Linked DNA regions of Mus musculus: region 1 is linked to region 2. Evidence: chromatin contacts called from public HiChIP or PLAC-seq data. All regions are on one chromosome and are shown on one strand. The core of a region is the stretch at or near the end of the contact, and the rest is flanking DNA. Distances in the headings are between cores, read along the strand shown.

Region 1 (5,747 bases), core at 2,771-5,270, 46 kb after region 2:
ACCAGACTGATTTCCAGAGTGGTTGTACCAGCTTGCAATCCCTCCAACAATGGAGGAATGTTCCTCTTTCTCCACATCCTCGCCAGCATCTGCTGTCACCTGAATTTTTGATCTTAGCCATTCTGACTGGTGTGAGGTGGAATCTCAGGGTTGTTTTGATTTGCATTTCCCTGATGATTAAGGATGTTGAACATTTTTTTTAGGTGCATCTCAGCCATTCGGTATTCCTCAGGTGAGAATTCTTTGTTTAGCTCTGAGCCCCATTTTTAATGGGGTTATTTGATTTTCTGGAGTCCACCTTCTTGAGTTCTTTATATATATTGGATATTAGTCCCCTATCTGATTTAGGATAGGTAAAGATCCTTTCCCAGTCTGTTGGTGGTCTTTTTGTCTTATTGACGGTGTCTTTTGCTTTGTAGAAACTTTGCAGTTTCATGAGGTCCCATTTGTCAATCCTTGATCTTACAGCACAAGCCATTGCTGTTCTTTTCAGGAATTTTTCCCCTGTACCCATATCTTCGAGGCTTTTCCCTACTTTCTCCTCTATGAATTTTAGTGTCTCTGGTTTTATGTGGAGTTCCTTGATCCATTTAGACTTGAGCTTAGTGTAAGGAGATAAGAATGGATCAATTCGCATTCTTCTACATGATAACCGCCAGCATTACAGATTTTCAAACTGGCAACTTATTTGGAAAACTGTATAGAGAATGTTCTGTTTGGTCACTGCTTGAATCCTAACTAGCCCTGTGCAAGCCATTCTTCTGTAGGAAGCATGGGTAACCATATTAGCAATCTTTCCTTGCCCCACATAGTTTTAAAACATTTAAGGAAGGTACTGTGGCTCACTTATTGGCTTATTAAGAATAGTTGGGTGTCTCTATCCAGATTGTTGCCACAAAGACTGCTTTTTAAAAGTTTCTAGTGAAGTTTCTGTTGCTAGTGCTTTCTTCCATTCTCATCAAACCTGATGCCTCTCTGCTTCATTTCATAGTTAGTTATTGTTAATTGAAATGTGTTTTCTCTTTGTGTAAAAATGCTGTAACATTATGATTTCCCTCCAGCTGTGAGTCTCAGTGTCTTTTGCTTCTTACCATACACTTAGCTGCAGAAGTCCCCCAAGTGTTCCTGTGATACTCTTGTTCTCTAGTCCTACTCTCAGATGTCACCTGTCATCTATGTATGCATTGTATTTGTCATCTAGTGATCACACCTATCCCAAATCTGTTTTTATATAGATGTATGCATACCTTTGAAGTTCAGCAACCAGCCCTGACACTTCCTCAGAACCTTGCTGTATAGAAACTTACTAGGGACCCTAAATCCCACATACTCTAACCTATAGTTAATCTTCACTCTTTCAGTTTTCTCATCCCTGTACTTGTCACCTCCACCCTTCAGTAGGCCAGCCTCGAGCCCCTGGGGACATCTTATCATTGACTCCTCTTTTCTCTCACATTCTACATCTTTTCTTGCCAGCGAACCCTGTCAACTTTGTCTTAAAACACATTCAGAATCTAAATTTTTGTCACCAGCTCAGCTAACACGTCAGCTCCCTTATTCTCAAAGGGGATAGTTTGGCACTCCAGGGGATGTCTGGTGATATCTGGAGAATTGGTTTTGATTGCCATAACTGGAAAGGAGGGAATGGCATGTCTACTGTTTGGTGAGAAGAGACCGAGGATGTTGCCTTCTTTACAGAATATCAGGTGCCCAAGATGTCAGGAGTCTGAGGGTGAGAAGCCTTCCTGGTCCTAGTTATCACCTTCTCTCATCTGGACCCAACTCTGACATTGCCAGTGCTGTCCTTGACTCTCCTCCCAATTCTTTGCATGCCATTTCCCTTGGTGGTCAGCCTTGTCTTTCACATGCAGCAGTACTAGCTCAATTAAAGTCTTCTGCTGGCCAAAGAAAGTGAAATCGTACTCCCTGTTCAGAGTTCCAGGTGCTCTCTGGCCTGGCACTGCCCATTGCCAGCCTTCTGTCTGATATACTTTCCTTCTGAACAATGCCCTTTCCCTGCTTCTCAAATGTACCAAGCGCACTCCAGCCTCAGCCTCCTGGCCTTTGGGTATGCTCGTCTCTTGACCTAGAGCACTGTGCTGATTTCTATTATTTCTATTTAGTTACTTTCCTTATCCTTATGCCTTCAGCTTAAAGTCTTTTTTCCACATCCAGACTGCAGTGAACTTCTCCAGTATTCACTTACGCTAAGTATTTCACTTTAAAGAGAAACTTTTTTTTATTTCTTTACAAATTTATTATTTGTTTATTTAGGCGCGCACGCGCGCGCGCGCGCGCGCGTGTGTGTGTGTGTGTGTGTGTGTGTGTGTGTGTGTGTGTGCAGGCACATTCGTACCGTGGTATTCTTGAAGGTGAGAGGACAACTCTTAAGAATTTGTTCTCTCTGTTCTTTTCTACCTCCTCGTAGGATCTGGACACTAAATTCAGGTTATCCTAAGACTATGTGTATCAAACCATTGCCCTGGCTCTGAAAACCCTGATATTTTGTTTCATTTCACTTCACTGACTCCTTTACCTTGTCATGTTCACATGTATCTAAATATGTTCCATGATACAGTAGTAATACAGTAATATGAATACATTCAGTAATTTATGGTTGAATGGATGAGCCTTTATATGGCAGACCTTCAGAGGTGTAGTTTCAACATCAGATTACATTTCCTTGTCTTCCTAAACTGTGGCTCGGTGCACTACCACAGTGCAGCTGGTCCCTTTGCTACATCCAGTAGCCATGGTAACGCCAGGCTGTTGCTGCTGCTCTGTGGCCCTTTTCAGCTCATGGCTTTAAGTGCACAGTGCATTTATTCCACTGTGATTGATGATGATGGCGATGACTCAAGAAGGGGATAGTTATCAATCACCTTTACAGTTCTGAGACCAGTCCAGCCATTGCCTTCAAAGAACTGCAGAGTCCCAACTCTAAGCGTCAGGAAGAAGTTTAAAGAGGTTTTCATAGGGGTAGAAGGAAAACACAGTACCACATGTACCTACCGCGTACTCATCTTGCCTGCGGTCAGAGGCCATTGGTCTTGCTAAGATTATATGACCCAGTACAGGGGAATGCCAGGGCCAGGAAGTGGGAGTGGGTGGGTTGGGGAGCAGGGCAGGGGGAGGGTAGAGGGGATTTTCGGGATAGCATTTGAAATGTAAATGAAGAAAATATCTAATTAAAAAAACTCATTTATTAATAGATGAACCTTTTAAATTGGCCTCTACCTCCTTCACTCCAGTGATTTCTTGTAGTTTTCAACCATGAATTGTTGCTGTCACACTCTCTGAGCTCAGCTTTGTGGTTCTGAGATGATAATCACCTGAACACAGAACAATCCATCATCGGCATGCTTTCCAAAGCCTGAATCATTTATTTTCACATAATAGTGGAAGGAGGAAGAAGTGGAGGAAGAGGAGGAGGAGGAGGAGATGTGCGTATGTGTATTGTGTAGTATGTGTATGTGCAGTGTGTGTATGTGTAATGTATGTGTATGGTGTGTGTATTGCGTGTGTATGTAGTGTGTGTAGTATGTGTGTTTGTGTAGTGTGGATTATGTGTAGTGTTATGTATGTATAGTGTGTGCATGTGTATGTATAAAGCATGTGTGTAGTATGTGTGTCTGTGTAGTGTGTATTATGTGTAGTGTGTATATATGTGTTGTGTGTATGTATGTGTAGTGTATGTGTGTATGTAGTGTGTGTTTGTGTAGTATGTATTATGTGTAGTTTGTATGCATGCATGTATAGTGTGTATGTATGAGTAGTGTGTGTGTGTATGTGTGTGTATTAAATCATATAGACTGTTTCCAATGTGCTGAAAAAGAAAACACTCACTAGTTCCCCTCTCCAATAACTCACTTTATTCAAGATAAAGAGTGAATCTATTTTCTGAAATGTTGGGCTCTTTATTTTTGATCCTAAGTAAGTAACGACTTGGAGCAGCTATATAAAGGCTCGTATTGTTTAAGTTTATAGAAAAAAATCACTGTGGATCGTCCAAGCAGCTGAGGAAGTGACACATCCCTGCTGAAATTCATACTCAGGAATCACTTAGGAAGGCAGCCTTTGTTCCCGTCTGCCAGGTCGCTGCTGCTAAAGAGTGTCGTTTCTGTCATGGAAACAAATGAAATGTGTGCTTTGAAAAGAAATTTAGCTCTCCTTTCCATATGATCCAGGAGGCCATGGAGCTGTGGAATAGTCTAGCAGGTTCTAAGGAACAAGCTTTCAATTAGTGAGGCCAATGCTGCTACATTTTGAACACTTTAAACTTGTTAGATCCTAACTTCCCCCAAGGCAAGCATTAAGCATTCTCTTGCTGTGTTAATGCTGAGTGAGGATTCGTGGCATTTAAATACTGGGGTCCTGTGTTGGATAGTGTAGCTAGAGGAGTGATGTTTGAGACTATGAACACCCTCAAAGGCAGTCCAGTTCGGGCCAGTTGTAAAACCCCCACTGGCTCCTTTACCACACACAGAAAGAATGTGGTAATATTTCTGAGTTCTTGTTCTGGAACTCCAGATGAGGACAGATGAAGCTGAGGAGTGTGGGAAACTCACCCCTCCAGGCTTCTTGCTTGGCTCCTGAACACAAATGTGGGGGTTCATATTTTAATCTCGTCTGATACCTGAACACAAATGTGGGGGGGGGTTCATATTTTTAAAAACTCATCTGAGTAGTGGTTGCCTGAGTGTCAGAGGTCATTATATCTTCCCAGGGGAAGGGGAACAAATGGCTCTGTTTATCCCCTGCCTCTGCTTCTGGCTGAGGAATGTCCCCTGACTTCTGACCTTTGGGGTTGTCTGTTCAAGCCCATGCTTACTCAGACATGAGACATTAGACTGAGCGTCTGGCTGGTGGAAATTCCTAGCTTCACTGTGGGTGCTTTGTGGGGCAGGCTCCTAAACACAGTGAGCCCCACCTCTCTTTCTTGTTTGTTACTTTTTCATTCATCCTTTCACCTTGTAGGTTCCTACCATGATGGACTGGCAGTGGGAGGGAGAGACCCACAATACCAGGAAATGGAGAGGGGGCATTGTTTTCTCCTCTGCCTGGGTCCTGGCATCTGCAGGAAGAATTGAGAAAGAGCCTTTGTTAATATGGGACATAGGAGGCCAGATACCCTATTATGGGGCTAACAACCTTGTTTAAATGTTTATACAGATTTATCATACAGCCGGACATGACTCCCTTCTCGTGGACGCCTCTGCTCCAGAGTCTATCATAGCTGTTTTCTTCCCAGAAACTGAAGACTGGGAGCCCAGAGTGTCCTCTAAATATTCTTGCCTTATTATCTCCATTCTTTTTGCCACCATGTGAATCATGGGTTCCGGGAGCTTAAATCTTAGGAAAAGCTAGTTCCTTCTCCTCTGACTGACATTTATTAGTCGGGATTTGGGAAAATGGACAAGCAAGAGGATTGAGCTTTAAGTTCTATGTAATTTATACTAAAAAGTTGTAGTTACTTGTGGGAGGTCATCTTTTAGTGGCCACAGGAGTAGTTATTTTTGATCAGACAACCTATATGAAATAAGTCCCATGGATTTGGAAGTCAGGAACAGAGCTCAGGACTTAGCTAGATTTTATACTAATGCCGTTACCCCATACAAAAGCCTCTGTGGCGTTTGTTACTTTAGGTGAACCAGGTCCTTGTGGCCCATGGATTAGACAGATGGGCATCTCATGGGAGCTTGTGAGAAATGCACATTCTATGGTTGTATCTACCTTCTGACTCAGAC
Region 2 (6,151 bases), core at 1,279-3,778:
CCGGGGTTTAACTTCTCATTCTTTCCCAGATGGTTACAGCAAGTTAGATGCTTGCTTGGGACACTCCCAGGTCAAAGAGCTTAGGAAAGGCTATATGAGCACCAACTCCTACACAACTCAATCCCTCTGCTTCTCTGATCCTTCCCCAGCTTCTGGGTGTCCCAGTGTTCAGCGCGCACGTGCAGAAATGGGGCTTGGGATAGAAGGCATGGAGTGGGAACTAGGAGGCAAGGCTGCTTGCTCTATCTGGTCCCAGGTATTCCTTCCTTAATGTGATTTCTGCAGGGACAGTCCTCCTCTGGCGCCGTCACAGTGCTCTTCCCCACATCCCTTTCCCAGGAATTTCTCCATTCTCACCCCTTCAGCCTCCAAACTGTTCTCCCTTCCCTCTCCTTTTCCTTGAAAGACCTTGAGCCTTGGCAGGTCTCAGTAGGCAGAGCTACTAGGGAGCAGGTCGTAGCGACCCCCGCTGTAGACCACCACACCGGGTGGATAGTAGATCAGGTCAGGTTCGGCAGCAGCATTAAGCGGCGCCAGGGCCTGCAGCCCGTGATCTTCAGGTTCTGGCTTGGTGGTGGCGGTGAAAGGGCGCATGTTGGTGAGCGAAGGCGAGGCTATCCGCCACAGCAGGTTCTTGAGCGCCTTGCGGAACTCGCGGCGCACTAAGCAGTAGAGGATCGGGTTGAGGCAGCTGTTGGAGTGCGCCAGGCACACGCTGACTGGGAACGCGTACACTTGGCACTGAAAGTACTCCTGGCTGAAGGGCACGGCGTTGAACTTGATGAGGATGCTCCAGGTGGTAAGCGCCTGGTTGGGCAGCCAACACAGGAAGAAGGAGAGGACGACGATGGTCACCGACTTGGTGACCTTGGAGCGTCTCCTAGCGCTGGCTGTACTCAGGCCTCCCCCAGGCGCTGCTGCTGCTCCTACTGCATCTGTTGTCCCAACTACGCGACGGTCGGAGATGAAGCGCACAAGCAACAGGTAACACAGACTGATGATGCTCAGCGGCAGCAGGAAGCCCAGCAGCACCTTCTGCAGGTGGTACAAACCCAGCCAGAACTGCCTGTCCCAGCCCAGTAGCTTGTCTGGAAAGTGCATGAGGCAGAGCTCCTCACCCAACACCCTGATGGTGGTGGAAAAAATGGCATTGGGCAGCGAGGCCAGCGCAGCCGAAGCCCAGATCAACCCACACAGCACCTTGGCTGAAAAACAGCAGCTCTCCCTCAAGCTCTGGCCGCAGCAGTCGCCACGGCCACGCCCTCGGGTCCGATGGCTCTTGAGAGCCGAGGCCACCGAGTGGTAGCGCGCCACGCTCATAGCAGTGAGGAAGAAGACGCTGGCGTACATGTTCATGGATGTCACCATGGACACGATCTTACACATGGCCTTGCCGAAGGGCCACTTGAAGTCTAGTGCGTTCTCCACAGCCCAAAAGGGCAGAGTGAGCACGAACTGAAAGTCAGTCAGTGCCAGGTTAGTGACAAAGAGGTTGATGGAGGATTTGCGCCAGCCTTGCTTGCTCTTCATCAGGTAGAGAACCAGCAGGTTGCCGGCCAGTCCCAGGGCACAAACCACCCAGTAAACCGCGCTGATGAGGATCCGTACCCTGGCCTCAGTGTCTGTGCTCTCTGCCCCGCCGCCACCCGGAGGATGCCCAGGCGCCGCACCGTCTGGCAACTCTAGCCCCAGCTCCCACCACAGATCCTGAAGCTGCAGCGACGCATTGCCGCTGGCGTTGGCCACTTCCAGCAAGTCTGGGGTCAGAGCGAAGAATTCTGAGAGCTCATCACCCGCAGCTGCTTTCCTCACGGTGGCCGCGGGGGTTGCAGAAGCCACCTGCATGCTCAGGTGCGCCTTAGTCACGTTCTGCAAGCCGACTACCGAGAGTCAGCGCTTGCTCCGGGTGTGGTACCCAGGCGGGCGCGCAAAGCAGGTGCCTGAGCTTTCTATGTAGACGCTCAAAAGGGCTCCTGGAAACTGGATGCTGAGCCGCGTTGGCGCCCAGAACCGCCTTGGGCGCAGGGGTTGGCTGCACTCAGCATCAGTTCTTGGTGGGTTTAGAAGAGAGGATAGTTCTAGGCAAGTGGCTGGGGATCAAGGTTCCTCCTGGTGAGAACTGAGTCTCCAGCTACCTACTCTAAGACTGAGTCATACCCCTCTGCTTTCCTGCTGTCACTTAGATGCAGTCCCCTACTCAGGAGCACGGCTCTCCCAGTACCTTTGTTGGCTTCTGAGGTTGCCCGGAGGAGTTTCTCTCCTTCTAGAGGAAAACAGATCGTGGACATCTGTGTCTCGCTCTGACTGCCTGAAGGCTGATTCACGCCATCACTTCCTGGAGCTCCGTTGGTGTTTTCTGTGTGTCCGATATTGTCAACCCCCAGTGAGTTGCCAGCGTTTGATGAGTTACATTGGCACCCACCTCTGCTGAGAGCCCCGAAGAGCTTGCATAATCTCCGTGCGAGAAGATGGGGGTGCTTTCCGAAGTGCTGAACCCCGCGCGCCACGCAGGGAGAGGCAGAGTCTACTGGCAACTAACTCCCCTTTGTTCCAAGTTGCAGAAGGAGTGGTCTTAGTCTTTTATTTTCTCGGTGTCTGGAGTGAGTCTGAGTCTGCTTTCTTCCTTTCTTATTTTTATTAGGACGAGGTTTTTTTTTCTCCTTTCTCCCCACCTTAACACAATAGTTTGTTTCTCCCACTTACACAATAGTAACACCCTTTGTTCTTTAAATCAAATAACCAATCTTTTCCTAGTACTCAAACTGAAGCCCCATCTCCCCTCTAATTAGCTGAACACTTACCTGGTGTCAGATTGGCAGAATTCTAAGGGTTGATGTTTGCCTGGAATTGAGTATATTTTAAGAACTGAAGCTACAGGGGGCCGTGGGGAGGGGGAGACGTGTTACGTCTCAACTTTGCAGTTTATTTAGATGCCAGGTTAGTTGCTCTTAGAAGGACTTAAGGAAGCTGAAGTGTTTTCTTGACAGAAGAACTAACCTGAAAAACAAGTATGCTAAGCATGCAGTAATTGCCCTCACTTCTGGGATAATACTTGACTTTACTAACAGTAATTGGGGATATACGGACAGATGGAGCGAAAGAGATAAAGACTTGTAATCAGTCAAAGGAACAATAAAAGAGAAAAGAGGTCCTCGGCAACCTTAAACAGTCTTAATTCCAAAGTGGACTTTAAAAGGGCACTTCGCTGCAGACGCTGCATTTCTCGATTTTACCAATAGAGGTCGCAAGAGCTTCAGTAAAAAAAAAAATCAACTGGCCTTCGATCAGTTTTAATATGTTGAAGTTCTCTGCCCTGGTAATTCTGTGCTTCTGTGGACCCCTCCTTGCATCCTGGCTTTATAGCCTCGCCTTCAAGCGCACGTTCTCACTTTAAAAAAGCGTTTTCTTCCTCTGCCAATTTCTTTCTTTTTTATTGTATTTCAAGGGCTACTGAAAACCAAGGAAACCTGTGGTGATACGGAAAGTCCTATGCAGTAAAGGTCTTAGTCTGCTCACTCATCTAACAAATACTTACTTAGCCTCGCTTTGTTAGGTGTTATTCCATGACTAGAAGACTTTATGGTAAGTACAATCTGTAGAGTTCACACTCAGATGGGTGATACAAATAGTTAAGAGTTGTGTGATTGTAATATAAGTAGAAAAACAAAGCAAAATGAATCATAAACCATGTCTAATGAAGTTTGAACTTCCTGAGACTGTCAGGAGGCAGACACTGAGACAGACACTGAGCATAGGGGCTGCTGATATTATTAAGAAGAGAGTCCTATTGACTTCTGGCCACTAAAGAAATGAAGCCAAGGGGATTAGATAGAGCTCAGAAATACTGACGAGTGCTCTGCTCTTTGGAGGTCTGTGGTATAGGCTGAGAGATTCACTTAGCTAACTGCCAAAGCAAAAGAATGAAGTCATGAGTTTGGCCCTCTGGGGTCTTTGGTGTGTGTCTCTCATCTGAGAAGTCATTTTAGTCTAAAGTATAATTTCCAGGTTTTGGAAACATTGACATTCTGACTCAGGTGACCATCACTCTTGACCTGTCTCCACTAGATATTAGTAACGGTTTTCTCTCCTGCCGTGTATTCCAAAATGTCTCTGTAAATGGCAAGGTGTTGCCTGTAGCAAACACTCCCCTTTCTTGTATTTTTAAGAATCTATGATCTAAAGGCAGTGTCAGGGGAGCGGTGCACTGGAGGATGTGGGAAATCCTTTGTGGTCTCATTCCCATTTCTAGGAAAATAATCCAAAAGGCATTGCCTTTAGGCAGGAGTTAAAAGTATGTGTACAGAAGTGGCATAGTATACTGTCTTAGGCTAGGTGCACGCCCCTCTCATCATTGATGCAGTGCATCTTCCCAACTACAGAGCCTTGACCCTCCTCGATGCTCCTCAGTTAAACTACAGTGGAGCTGATGATACTGCTAAGAGCATTATGTCTGATTGTTGCTCAAAGGGGGAGATTTTCCTAGGGAGTCAGAAGCTAAGACTCCTGGCCTCCATCTGTAGTGAGGTAAGTTGATCTCCTGGTTCTGAATTCTGCCTCCATCATGTGCTGAGGGATGTTTCAGGTCACCCAGGGGCTGTAACCGTAGCTATGGGATACCCTGCTGCTAGTGTTACACAGGCATCTTAGAGTGAGGAGGGTCCCAAAGGCCAGTAAGTGTTTGTATCTTTACAGCCTGATTCTTACACACCTCCCAGTGATGCTCCAGATGACACTCCTCAAACGGGCACTCCAAGTCTTAGAGGTTGTGCAGAGGTCTAAGGCTCTCAGGCTTAGGAATGAGTAAGCTTGGGGCTGACCCTGAGCCGTCAGATAACAAGTCCATTCCACAGTCACGTGATCTGTCTAGCCTCACGAGCCCTGTGTAAGGAAGTAACTGGCACTCCAGAATAGCCTGAGATAGTTGCTGGCCATGCAACATCAAAATTACTGGGGTGGGGGGGAGCTTGTTCGAATTCATTTTCCAGACTTTTTTCACATCCCACACCATCTTCAGAGATTCTGGTTCTCAAAAGGGTTGAAAAGGAGCCTGGAGATCTACAATTAGAACATTCTGCCAGGAGACTCTAATTTTTTTTTCTAAGTTTGAGCCTCTGTACTAATTTCCATGTAAACTCTAAACCTCTAGGTAAATAATTTTGAATTCTTGGGAACAATGGCCTCCAGTGATACTTCACTATACACGTGACTTGAGTAACGATACAGGGGCCATGGAGAAGATTGGCTGCTTTCTCCTACAGTTCAAATCCTTGTTGATCTGAAGGGGCACTGCTGCAGAGGTGCTGGGAGCACTAGCTCTCTCAGGATTCAGCCTGAACCCTCAGGAATGGCTGCTCGTCAGTGGCCCTCTCACTGAATGTTGTCAAAGCACCGGCCAGCACAGCTAGAAAGATCTTCATTGCTTAGTCTACTCTTCCAAGTGCATCCCAGATAATGTGTAAGATTTTTTTTTTTTGACTAAGTGTATGACGAAAGGGCAAATTCCCTTTCCACATAAACTCATTGTCAGAGAAAACGAGACTCTGGACCATTTATCTGCAAAGCGCTGACCCCGTTTTGCTCCGATGGTGTATGCATACAAACATGAGGGAGAAAAGCCTGTCAGGGTGACATAAGCCATCAGGTGTGCTGTTAAAAATGACACCACATCATGTCGTTGATTGCCTTATGGATCCCTCCTGGAGAGTTGAACCATATGTAATTTGTTGATATTGTTCAAGAATATAAACGTTGTGGAAAAAGGAGAAGAAAGGGTGCCCCTTTTCAGCAGCTTGATTTTAAGTCAGCCATGGTGCACTCCAACTTCCCATCCATTACTTGGACTGTCAAGGTTTATCACTGTGGGAGTTCAGATATCAAACTGTGTTTCTTGGCTGGCACTGCCATTGTTAAAGATGTCCTTGCAAATGTTTCCTCTCTTTGTCCACGTCAGATATTTTCGGTCTTACTCATACTTCAAGCTTAGGCAAAAATGCTACCATTTTGAGAAAGGTTGCCTAATTCTCTGAAAAAAAGAGGCACCCTTCCCACCTCCTCAGTGCTTCTTTTCAGGCACACACTCCACACAACAGATTCTGTAGCTTTTTCTCTGTATTTTTTTTTCCTGCTGGGAAGGTGTGTGTTATGATCACCC

Evidence for each region. HiChIP or PLAC-seq counts read pairs in DNA pulled down with a chosen protein or histone mark.
Region 1: a contact with region 2 is called in an H3K27ac HiChIP or PLAC-seq map of embryonic fibroblasts, with 14 read pairs. The contact joins the enhancer-like site here to the promoter of Rxfp3 in region 2. A contact is called at or near these places in 5 of 39 promoter capture datasets (the 3T3-L1 cell line, hippocampal neurons, liver and 1 more), 1 of 15 datasets of contacts at CTCF or cohesin (the NIH/3T3 cell line), 4 of 484 Hi-C or Micro-C datasets (adipose-derived mesenchymal stem cells, cortical neurons, muscle stem cells and 1 more), 3 of 115 datasets of contacts at active chromatin or transcription factors (embryonic fibroblasts, embryonic stem cells and fibro-adipogenic progenitors) and 3 of 9 other capture datasets (adipose tissue, embryonic stem cells and pancreatic islet).

What each region holds. Positions count from the first base shown.
Region 1 is chr15:11,080,356-11,086,102 of GRCm38.p6, forward strand. All of the region lies in intron 2 of Adamts12 (a disintegrin-like and metallopeptidase (reprolysin type) with thrombospondin type 1 motif, 12), which reads left to right. Among named protein-coding and RNA genes, the nearest start is that of Adamts12, 18 kb to the left of the region's middle. Within about 2 kb of position 4,021, at least 80 of the 459 cell types and tissues checked have an H3K27ac peak or open chromatin away from gene starts, as enhancers often do. A contact at or near this core is called in the NIH/3T3 cell line, adipose tissue, adipose-derived mesenchymal stem cells and 3 more, where this site is marked.
Region 2 is chr15:11,035,440-11,041,590 of GRCm38.p6, forward strand. It overlaps Rxfp3 (relaxin family peptide receptor 3), which reads right to left and starts at 2,529. Exons shown (of 1, transcript NM_178717.3): 1 at 1-2,529. The coding sequence starts at 1,845. The coding sequence ends at 427.